2 separate regions of the Ovis aries genome follow, and region 1 is linked to region 2. Evidence: chromatin contacts called from public Hi-C data. All regions are on one chromosome and are shown on one strand. The core of a region is the stretch at or near the end of the contact, and the rest is flanking DNA. Distances in the headings are between cores, read along the strand shown.

What was found. A called contact is a pair of places that touch in the nucleus more often than the background predicts.
Region 1: a contact with region 2 is called in a Hi-C map of liver, with 2.8 times the contacts expected there. The contact joins the enhancer-like site here to the promoter of ACOT7 in region 2. A contact is called at or near these places in 8 of 16 Hi-C or Micro-C datasets (blood, liver, muscle and 2 more).

The regions. Positions count from the first base shown.
Region 1 is chr12:46,369,638-46,375,633 of ARS-UI_Ramb_v3.0, reverse strand. ACOT7 (acyl-CoA thioesterase 7) reads right to left here. Exons shown (of 9, transcript XM_015099249.4): 2 at 2,567-2,684. Among named protein-coding and RNA genes, the nearest start is that of TRNAE-UUC, 33 kb to the right of the region's middle. Within about 2 kb of position 1,658, at least 7 of the 54 cell types and tissues checked have an H3K27ac peak or open chromatin away from gene starts, as enhancers often do. A contact at or near this core is called in liver, where this site is marked.
Region 2 is chr12:46,326,635-46,332,680 of ARS-UI_Ramb_v3.0, reverse strand. It overlaps ACOT7 (acyl-CoA thioesterase 7), which reads right to left and starts at 3,429. Exons shown (of 9, transcript XM_015099249.4): 1 at 3,254-3,429. The coding sequence starts at 3,408.

The sequences.
Region 1 (5,996 bases), core at 409-2,908, 45 kb before region 2:
GGCCTTATGAAACATTACTACAAACAAAGTTAGGGGAGATGATCAAATTCAAGCTGAGCTATTTCAAATCCTAAAAGATGATGCTGTGAAAGTGCTACACTCAATATGCCAACAGATTTGGAAAACTCAGCAGTGGCCACAGAACTGGAGAAGGTCAATATTCATCCCAATTCCAAAGAAGGACAATGCCTTAAAATATTCAGACTAATGCACAATTGCATTCATTTTATATGCTAGCAAGATAATGCTCAAAATCCTTCAAGCTAGGCTTCAACAGTACGTGAACTGCGAACTTCCAGGTGTATAAGCTGGATTTAGAAAAGGCAGAGGAACCAGAGATCAAATTGCCAACATCCACTGGATCACAGAAAAGCAACAGAGTTCCAGAAAAACATCTACTTCTTCTTCACTGACTATGCTAAAGCCTCTGACTGTATAGATCACAACAAACTTGGGAAAATTATTAAAGAGATGAGAATACCAGACCACCTCCTGAGAAACCCTGTATGCAGGTCAAGAAGTAACAGTTAAAATAGGACATGGAACAACAGACTGGTTCCAAATTGGGAAAGGAGTACATCAAGGCTGTGTATTGTCACCCTGCATATTTAACTTACATGCAGAGTACATCATGCAAAATGCCACACTGGATGAAGTACAGGCTGGAATCAAGATTGCCGGGAGAAATATCAATAACCTCAGATATGCAGATGACACCACCTCAATGACAGAAAGCCAAAGAGGATCTAAAGAGCCTCTTGATAAAGGTGAAAAAGGAGAGTAAAAAAGCTGACTTAAAACTCAACATTCGAAAGATGAAGATCATGGCATCCGGTCCCATCACTTCATGGCAAACAGATGGGGAAAAAGTGGAAATAATGACAGACTTTATTTTCTTGGGCTCCAAAAACACTGTGGACAGTAATTGCAGCCATGAAATTAAAAGTCGCTTGCTCCTTGGAGGAAAAGCTATGACAAACCTAGACAGCATATTAAAAAGCAGAGATATCACTTTGCTGACAAAGGTCCATCTAGTCAAAGTTATGGTTTTTCCAGTAGTCACATGTGAGTTGGACCATAAAGAAGGCTGTGCACCGAGGAACTGATGCTTTCGAACTGTGGTGCTGGAGAAGACTCTTGAGAATCCCTTGGACAGCAAGGAGATCAAACCAGTCAATTCTAAAGGAAATCAATCCTGAATATTCACCTGAAGGACTGATGTTGAAGCTGAAGCTCTAATACTCTGGCCACTTGATGCGAACAGCCAAGTCATTGGAAAAGACCCTGATGCTGGAAAAGACTGATGGCAGGAAAAGGGGCGACAGAGGATGTGCTGGTTGGATGGCATTATCAACTCAATGGACACGAGTTTGAGCAAGCTTCGGGAGATGGTGAAGGACGGGGAAGCTTGGTGTGGTGTGGTCCATGGGGTCGCAAAGAGTCGGACACAACAGAGTGACTGAACAACACACAGCCTCCTGAGCCCCTAGTGCCTTACTCCCAGTCCTGGGGCTTTTCCTTTTCTGCGTCCAGCCTCTCCTGCCAGCCCTGGCTTGGACCCTCAAAGTCTCTCTCAGGGGCTCGGCCCCTACCTCAGCCCCAGACCTTCAGGCCCAGGCCTGTCTTCCTCACAGCCACCAGAGGGCGCTCTCTGAATGTGACGGGTTAGCCCAGCTTCAAGGGCACTGAATCGATCTAAACTCTCAGCAGGCAGGAGAGCCCCTCCCTCACAGCAGGGTCCTACGCAACCCACCCCACTCCTCCCCATACTGAGGCCCCCAGGCCCACGTCCACCCCCCACACTTACCCCAGCCTGGTTCATTCTGCATGTACGTACCCTTACAGCGGTGCACACCCATGCACACATGCACACAGCCCATACGAGTGTGGAACTGGAGGACAGGGGCACGGTAGGTGGCTGGCCGAGGCCCACAGGATCCCGAGGGCAGGCTTCAGAGAATGTCAGGACCCCACAGGGCTGGGGGCCGGGCAGGACCTGGCAGGCTGCACGCCCAGCAGCTGCCCTGAAGCCCTGAGTCTCCAAGTCTGCCTCTGTCTGGGCAGCGGGCAGAGAGCAGCACCATGGCAGGAGCTGGTGCAGGCCTGCAGGCCCCGCAGCGCAGGAGCCATCAAGGGAAGAGCCCAGACTTGCCAGTGGACCCAGGGTGGGTCAAGCAGGGGACAGATCCGGGTGCAGGCAATGTGACACCCAGAATTAACTGCCGCCCACACAGGCTCTGAGAGGCTGGGGCCTCTCAGACTCAGGGAGCCACAACTCTCCCCACACGCAGGGAGAGGGGCTGAAAAGGTGTCTCTCAGCTTAGTTTCTGGGGGTCCCCAGCCTCCCTTCAATGAGCCCCAAACCAAGTGCCAATCCAAGAGGTCCCTGGTCCAAGGCCAGGGGTTCCAGAAGCCCCAAGGCTCAGGGAAGAGGGAGGGGCACGCTCCAGGCCCAGGCTCCACTCAGACTCCTGCCCTGACCCCACAGAGTACGACACGGGCGGAGGGGACTGCCTGGATCTCGCAGAGCCCTGGCCGGGCTGGCGGAGGGTCCCCAGACGCCTACCCCGTTCTGGCTGTTGCAGTGCCGGGTGCTGATGATGGCTCCTGCTTCCTCGATCATCTTCAGGACGGTCCCTCCGTGCACATTGCCGGCCACGTTGGCGTCATCCGGCCGCATGATCCTGGGGGGAGAAGAGAGAGGATGAGCCTCTGGCAGGATGTTACTCATGAACAGCAGTGACCCCAGGGAGAAGGCCCTCCAAAGGCCTGATGGCTCCCAGAGAAGGAAAAGGACCCCCGCTCACTGTGGGGTGCTGATCTGACGGCCAGACAAGGGGCTGCAGCGTCGTGTTTCCACCAGGGGGGAGAGCAGGGGGGACCTTCCTGCCCTAGGGTCCAGGCACCCAGCCTGCCAGAGGGAGAAGGCCCCTGCCCTGGCAAGAAGGGATGGCGAGGACCTTCTGCAAAGGCCATGACGGTGACATTGAGGCAGCCCGGCCGTGGGGTGCTCAGCACGCCTGCCCCTCCTGGCTCCCAGGACCCGCAGTGACCCACAGAGCTGAATGAGCAAGGACACAGCTATGACCCTTGGAGAAAGCACACATTCCCAGGACCACCGTCTCTGTCAGGAGTCCCAGAGGAGCTGGCCTCCTGTGGCCACGGATATTCTGAGAACTGCAAACAAATCACAGCATCCAGACCTTCGACAGCAAGACAAAACATGATTGCTGCCTGCCCCCAGGGCTCCAAGAGAGCGCCCGAGGGGTGGGCTCCCTGGAGTTGAGAGCTAGGAACTCCCCAAGGTCAGGAGGGACTGAAATCATCCCGTTACCCCCAGAGGAAAAGCCATGTCTTTGCAGAGGTCAGCAGCAGGGAAGCCCTGTGAAATCCCTGGAGTCCCAGAAAGCCAGCCTGGTGCTCCTACCTTGGACAACCCCATGGAGCTTGGCCCTCTCCCAGATACCAATCTGTCTGGCTGATGAACTCTGTCTCCCTAGCCTCAGGCCTGGAGGCGGGCACCAGGCACTGAGTGAGTGTGCAGTTTCCAGGTGCCCGGCATCACTTGGGCCCACCCACCCTGCTCCAGTCTGCTGGCCAGCGTGGCCCTAGAGGCTGGACCCCCAACTCTGGGCCATGGAGCTCCAGTGCCCTCCCGGTCTGGCTCCTTCCAGACTTGGAGGCTAAGCCAGGCAGCCTCAGAGATGGTTTCCGTCTCCCAGTCTTACTGGCTGGGTGACCTGAGCAAGCTGCCAAAACCCAGCCACCTCTACATTCTCATCAGTACAAGAGGAACAACAGCATCACTGCACTTGACTATGGGAAAGACTGAACCACGAGATGGCACAGATAAGGAGCCTGGCACACAGTCAGCAACATGAACACTCACGAGCACTGCTTCCTCCTTCCCTAAGCGCCAGCCAGAAGCCGCAGGAGGGCTGGAGCCTCCAGCATTCAGTCACCGATGCCATTTTCTGGGGAGACCAAAGGCTGTCTGGACCTGTTGCCCACCCCCAAAGTCACCCCTTCAGCCTAGGGGACACTCAGGACCCCTACTTCTCACCTGCATCACTGGCTCAAGGGCAGCAGCCACGGTCGCCCGGAGAGTGGCCCGGGGAACCCCCAGAGCACAGGAAAGGAGCCTCATTTGGCTTCTCAAATGCTTATTTTAAAAGATTTTTGAATCAACTCAAAATAGATTAAAACCTTGAACAGAAGACCCAAAGCCAGAAAACTCCTAGGAGAAGATGTAGGCTGTAGCAATGATTTTTTCGATTTGACATCAAAAACAAAGGTTAAAGAAGGAAAAAAATACATAAGTGAGACTACATCAAACTAAAAGACTCCTGCACAGCAAAGGAAGTCATCAGTCAAATGAAAAGATAACCTGTGGGATGTGAGAAAGTATCTGCAAATCATGTATCCAATAAAGCATTAATATCCAAAATACACAAAGAACTCATAAAATTCAAAAGCAAAACAATCCATTTAAAAAATGGGCAGAGGACTGGAATGGACATTTTCTCAAAAGAGACATACTGATGGTCAACAGGCCCGTGAAAAGACACTCAACATCGTTAACCATCTGCTGCCAAGTCACTCAGCTGTGTCCAGCTCTGTGCGACCCCATGGACTGTAGCCCACTAGGCTCCTCTGACCAAGAGGAGAATACTGGAGAGGGCCTCCATATCCTTCTCCAGGGGATCCTGTCGACCCACAGATCAAACCCGTGTCTCTTATGTCCCCTGCATTCGCAGCCAGGTTCTTTACCACTAGTGCCACTTGGGAAGTCCCATTAACCATCAGGGGAACACAAACCAAAACCACAGTCAGATACCACCTCACATCTGTCAGAATGACTGTTATCAAAAAGAAAAGAAATGTGTGTTGGCAAGGATGTAGAGAAAAGAGAACCCTTGGGCACTGCTGATGGGAATGTAAATTGGTACAACCCCTGTGGAAAACAGCATGGAGATGCCTCAAAAAATTCAGACTCCAACTACCATATGAACTAGCAATCCCACTTCTGGGTACTCATCAAAAGAAAACGAAATCACTACCTCAAAGAGATATCTACGGGACTTCCCTGGCAGTCCCGTGGTTAAGAATCTGCCTTTCAATGCATACCTGGGCTCAATCCCTGGTTGGGGAACTTAGACCCCATATGCCAAAGGGCAACTAAGCCCATGCGCCATAACTAGAGAGCCCTAGCACCGGAACAAGATGCCTGAGCACCGCAACAAAGGAACCAAGGCAGCCAGAAATGCATTATAAAGATGGTGTCTTCACCCCCACGCTCACCGTGGCATTATTTACAGTAGTCAAAACATGAAACAACCGACCTGCCCACTCACAGACAGATGAAGCAGATGAAGAAGATGTGGCATGTGTGATTACAGAGCCTCTTGACGAAGGTGAAAGAAGAGCGAAAAAGCTGGCTTAAAACTCAACATTCAAAAAACTGAAATCATGGCATCCAGTCCCATCATTTCATGGCAAATAGATGGGGGGAAATGGAGACAATACAGACTTTATTTTCTTGGGTTCTAAGATCACTGTAGATGGCGAAATTAAAACACGCTCGGTCCTTGGAAGAAAAGTTATGACAAACCTAGACAGCTTATTAAAAAGCAGAGACATTACTTTGCCAACAAATGTCTGTCTAGTCAAAGCTATGGTTTTTCTAGTAGTCATGTATGGATGTGAGAGCTGAACTATAAAGAAAGCTGAGCGCCAAAGAATTGATGCTTCTGAACTGTGGTGTTGGAAAAGACTCTTGAGAGTCCCTTGAACTGCAAGGAGATCCAACCAGTCCATCCTAAAGGAAATCAGTCCTGAATATTCATTGGAAGGACTGATGCTGAAGCTGAAGTTCCAATACTTTGGTCACCTGATGCAAAGAATTGACTCATTTGAAAAGACCCTGGTGCTGGGAAATATTGAAGGCGGGAGAAGGGAACGACAGAAGATGAGATGGTTGGATGGCATCACTAACT
Region 2 (6,046 bases), core at 2,180-4,679:
CCCAGGCACTCAGTGGCCACTTGTGGCTAGTGCCCGGCACCCTGCAGACACAGAGCATCTCCATCACTCTCTAACAGCCTGGTGTGGGACATGACCTTCAACTTCATTTGGACCAACACCTAAGGGCTCCTACTAGGGGCCCATGCTGATGCCACAACTGAGCCTCACAACTAGATGTGAATGTGAACTTGAGCAGTAGACAAACCATGACAGTGGGGGACTTCCCTCATGTCCAGTGGCTAAGACTGTGCTTCCCCTGCAGGGAATGCAGGTTTAGTTCCTGGTCAGGGAAGTTCCATGAGCCATAAGGTGTGGCGGAAAAAAAAAAAAAAAAAAACACAATGGAACACCTGACAGGGAACAACCCACCAGCTGCCTTCACTCCCTTGGCTGTCTGGGTCCAAGGCCACCCTGGTCCAAGTCTGTAACCTCTGAGAGCCTCATTTTCCCCTATCTGTAAAATGACAGAGTTGGGCTGGGAGTTTCTAGGGGTCATTCCCATCTGACATTCTAGAACTCTGGATCAAACAAGGGAAAAAGCAATTTGTTAACAAGATATGAATTAGCATCACTAAGAATAAAACCAAAGAAAAAGGCTCTTCTGAGACTTTAAATGCTGTTGCAGAGCTTTCTTGTGGGGCTCAGTCATAACGAGGGTACATGGGACTTCCCTGGCAGTCCAGCTGTTAAGATGTGTCGCTTCCAATGCAGGGGGCACAGGTTTGATCCCTGGTTGCATCCAGAAAAGCAAAGAAGGAGGAGGCAGCACACCGCAGCGGATTGCTGTCCAAAGTTCAGGCTCTGAGGTAACCGGCTCCTTTTGTTTACAACTGCCCAGCACTGTGCCAAAGGCCTTTTATTTCACAGTGACATCAGGCACAAGGCAAGAATACTGACGTCTGAAGCCCACACCAGCAAGAGGCAGAACTGGGATGCCAACCAGGCCCTCAGCTTCCTGAGTCTGGGTCTCGCTTCTCAGACAAAAAGAGTTTCCATTTACTGACAAGGTGGAAGCCATTCTGCCAGGCCCTGGATAACACTTTGTTTAGCACCTGGAGCACACATGATAAAATGAGGGTCAAAAAGCTTGGCAGCTTCCAAGAGGCAGAGGCCATATTCACAGCTAGGCCTGGCACTGCCTTCCCCAGCCTTTAGAGCCCCTCTCCCTTCAACACCTCCTTCTGAACCAAGAGCATGGGACAACTCTTGTCTAGGATGGTGGGGGTTGTGGGATCCTCTCCCTGCTAGACTGTGAACTCCCTAAGCTGGGGACCCTCCCTAGGGGGATTTTACTCCTTGAAGGCAATCAGGGACACTTAATTAAATTCATGGCTGAGCTGCTCTAGGCCAGAAGGCTCCTCTTTCAACATGGGGTGTCTGCTCAGATGTCCTTAAAGGGCTCCACCCTGCTGCTACCTCCACTACAGTGTCCTGGGGTTTCTCTGGGCCAAGCCCTCGTGACCAGGGACCCCATCACAACCCCCTCCCACTCTCTTTGACAGTTGTGTTGGCCACCTGAGGCTCACCTCCACCAGGGATCACACCCTCGTGTCCCAAATCCAAAACAATGTGCCATTGTGAATACTGGAGAGGCAACCAGGTAAGCAGGCGTTATGAGCGAGAAGTATGGGCCCATGTGTAAGTGCCTAAGGCTGTTGATTAACTATATTAGAAGCTGGTTTTTTAAAAAGTACTATGTATAGATGGGCTATTCACCATCCTGATGAAGTATTAATAAAAGCCCAGCCTTCCATGAGTAGACTGAAATCAGTATCTGCTTTTGCAGAGAGCAGGTGGAAAACAGGTGGGTCTGGAGACAGGAGACCTATCAGGAGCTGCACCCTCTCCCTCCTCCTGTGGCTGGATGACCTTAAGAGTCTCCTGGGATCCCTGTCATCCACCCTCCCGGAAATGCCGGGCACACCAAACCAGACGCAAATAATGAACAAACCCTTTGCAAATGATGAGCTCCAAGGTCACCTGGCCATTATGAGGTAGAGACTGACCCCAAGGACCCGATTCCAGGCCTGTCTGTCTCTTACGATCAGTTACTTCGATTACCACCCCCCAAACCTGGAGTAGGCGGGGCCAGGACAGTCACACAGCCAATAACAAATCAATGGCACAAGGCTCTCTCAAAGATTTCCTCTCCCTAGAAAAGTCAAAACTGACCTTGAGGTCAGGACAGGACTCCGACTGAGTCAGAAGTAGGGCTGGGTTCAGGGGACCCCCACGGATCCAGCACAGCGAGCCTAGCCTTTGTCTCTTCCGAGATGTCAATATCCTCAGGAAATCAACTTGGCTTGAACCCAAAGTCAATGTGAATCTGAGGAGCCGAGCCCAAACAGGAAGGTGCTGTCACTGTCAGTGGTGCAGGAAGCACAGGCCCTGTGAGCCTGCAGGGCCTTCCAGACTCCTAGCCCTTCCTCAGCTCAGGCTATACCCGCTTCCGTTCTGTCCGAGGGAATGAAAGGTAACCTTGAGGTTACCCTGCTCCGGTCGGAAATGAGCCGGCTCGAGGTCTCCGGCATCCTCGGGCCCTCTACCCACAAGCACTGGTGGAGGAAGGCTGGGGTGGGCCCCTGACAAGCACCCTTTACCCCCATTCTGTAAGATGCTTCCGGGCTCAATGGACCATCCTCTGTTCTTAGCTCTGAGCTGTCAGAAGGGAAAGGTATTTCCTCTTTTTCCTGTTAACAGCCACCTCCTCCACACCAAAACCTGAGCAAGGTACTGCAAGGACTGCGTAACTGCAGCCCCTCGCCCACTCGGGCGCCTACTCCAGGGCTCAAAGGGTTCTGGCCGCCACCCAGCCGAGTGGGTTACCTGCGCCGCACATGTTCGGGGATCCGGATGGCTTTGCACCACCGCCCGGATAACGACCTCGAATAAGGGGTCTCAGTGGGACCTGGGGTGGGGCCCCTGCATGCTCAGGCACCCGGCGGGGCAGAGCTGGGCGGGGCGCGGGGTGCCGCGCTCCGACCCCCGCCCTGGGAAGGGCGCCGCGCCGCTTCCTTGCGCAAACGGCCTGCGTGACCGCGGCGCCGCCCAAGAGATGCGCCGGAGGCCGGCGCGGGGGCGCGCGGGGAGGCTGCCGGCTCTGTGGCATCTAAGGAGCATCCCGGCCGCGGCGGGCGGGGTCCGGAGGTGACTGGTTCGGCGGAGGCGGAGACTGGGTAGGGGAGGGCGTGGGGCCGGTGGGGGTCCGCCAGGCCCTCTGGCCGCCCGTCCGCCCGCCGCGCGCCCCTCTTACCGGCAGATCTGGATGGCAGACGGGGTCTCGGCGGCGGGGCCCGACATTGTGGCGGCGGCGGGCGGCTGAGGGAGCGCGCAGGTGTCTAGCAGGCCGGGCGCGGAATGAATGAGCCCGGGCGGCGCCATGGAGGGGGCGGGGGGAGGAGGAGCCATGGCGCCAGAGAGGCGGCGCCTGATCGCCAAAGGCGAATCGAACGCGGCCTCCCTCGAAGCTCCGCCCCGCATACCCGCCCTCGCCCCGCCCCTGGGCCAGCGTCCGCTCCCCCGGCGTCCGGTTCTGGCGGCGGCGGCGGGGCGCCGCTTCCAGAAGGTTCGGCGGCGGTTGGGCGGCGCCGGCATGGGACTGGGCGGCCGCGAGAGTGAGCCTCGGCCCGCGCCGAGCGTGTTCGTATGGGGATTTCCCCCGCCCGTGCCCGACAGTTCGTGAGCCTAGGGGCGCGCCCATCGCGCGGCGAGGCAGTACGCGGAGGCCTTGACTTCCGCGTGGGCTGAAAGGCCAGCGGGAGGCCGCGGCCGGCACGCGCCTTCTCAGATGAGCCCTGAGAGGAAATTTGGGGGGGGTTACCGTAAAGGAGCCTTCATGGCCGAGCCGGGAGGCACGTGAGTGCACCAACCTGGGAGCCCGGAACCATCAGGCTTCAGCGAGTGCTTCTGCTGCAGGGACACGCAGAAGCCGGGAACTGGGATCTGTCCACATCCCCCCGCTGGAAACCACCTCTGGGTCATTTCTGAAAGACTTGCCCAGAGAGCGGAGCCTTTGGTTAGCGATGCGTGTCCTGCAGAGAGAGGAGGCCTAAAGGTCTGTTATGTTGCACAACGCGTGCCCTGTAGTGCAATTCACGACCAAATCCACGCAAGAAATAGAGGAGAAGTGATCACTCTGCCTGCGGAATTTTGGAGAACTTTTTACTCCTTGTGAGACTTGACTTTCCGAGCTTTTTACCAGGAACGCAAATTACTTCTGTAGTCAGCTTTTAAAAATCAAAACCCACGGAAATCAACCTCTCCTATTTATTGTTGGTTGTTGATTGGCTAAGTCGTGTCCGACTCTCCTGCAACCCCATAGACTGTAGCCCTCTCACCTCCCCACCCCCATCAGGCTTATCTGTCCATGGGACTTCTCACGCAAGAATACTGAAGTGTGTTGCCCTTATTTTTCCTCCCCCCGTTTATACTAATTAAATCGCTGGAAGCATCTAAGGTCACCAAGCCTGTTTAACTTCTTCCAATATAGGTCCTGAAATAGATTTGTGATGGAACCCAGGAGCACTAGCAGGCTCTGCAGTGGTAGGCAAGGCAGATTCCTTATCTATAAAATGGTGTAATAATAGTCACCTTCCAGATCTGTGGGGAGATGAAATGAGTTCATCAGGGAAAGCAGGTGAAGAAGTTAGGGCCTTTCTTACTCTCTGTGCTCACCTTCCCTGCTCATTCCCACTCTCTAAACAGCCATTCTAGGACAGTCAGTACAAAGGGATGAGGATTTCCTGAAGCCCTGCCCTACATGTGTAGGTGGGCTCAGGACTGTGAGACTTGAAGATATTCTTTTCTTCAAAAAGCTCAAAATCTGATTGGGGGACAAAGCCAGGACACAAAAAACCTGACTCCTACCACCTGCTGAGGAAATTCCTAGACTGGGGACTGGGCTAAGTGGTTCAGGATTAAATAGCCAGGTCCCTCCCAGGGTGAGGCCCCCCCCCCAAAAAAAAAACCTGGAGCAAAATCAGCACCTTTGGAAAAGGATGTGGCTACCCTTTGGCCCAAGACAGCATCTGTCAGCAGTTTGGTGTGATAGGGCCCCCCAGGCCAGAGGAAGCCAGGGAAGATAACAGCCAACCCACTGATTGTGTCCTGGATTCTGTAGGGAGAAAAACCATAGTCCGAGGTAATCCACTTGTGTGTGATTGCCAATGGTTTATGATGTTGCTCTGCTTTAAAGGAGAGCAGTGGGGGACCCAATCCCTTAGCAAAAATCATGAGATTTACACTGATCTCAAAGAGTCTGTCACCTCCCCATTTTAGGGTTTTTTTTCCTACTTTCTTCTCAAGCTAGTGGGGCCATTTCCATCCCTCTCTTTCAGTAAAACTTCTCAAAAGAGCTGTTTATAAACACAGCCGCTCTCCTCTTCCCCCACTTCCGTTCTATTTGGAACCCACTCCACTCTAGCTTTTGTCTCTTCCGCTCAATTTATCAAGGTCACTAATTCCTTGCAAGTTGCTAAATCCAATAATCCTTTGTCAGAAGTCATTTTACTTGACTTCTCAACAGTATGGAGCTGGCATGATCCTTCTTGAAATGCTTATTCCTTGCCACGTACTCTCCTACTCCTGGCCTCTCTGTACAGCTTGCTGTGCTGGTCCATCCATTCCTTCCTCTCAGGACTTTGGAGAACCCCCAAGCAATGTTTGGACTCTTGGGGGCTCATCCTGTTTTATGGCTTTAAATCCTATCGATTGAACAACTACTTACCAGATGTCTCCAGCCTAGACCTCTCCCCTAAATCCCAGATTTTTGTGTCCCTGGCCGAGGCCATACCTCACTGTGGTTATATAATAGACATCTCTCACTGCCCCAGACTTAGTCCTCTTGCAGTCTTCCCCATCTTGGTAAATTACAGTTCCTTCCTTCCAGTTGCTCAAGCTAACAGTTCCTCTCATACCCTTCATCCAGCCCATGGGTGAATCCTGCCAGCTCTATGTTCAAAATAAGTCTGGGACTTCCCTGGTGGCTCAGTGGAGAAGAATCCGTCTGCCAGTGCAGGGAACACCTGTGCATCCCTGGTCCAGGAAG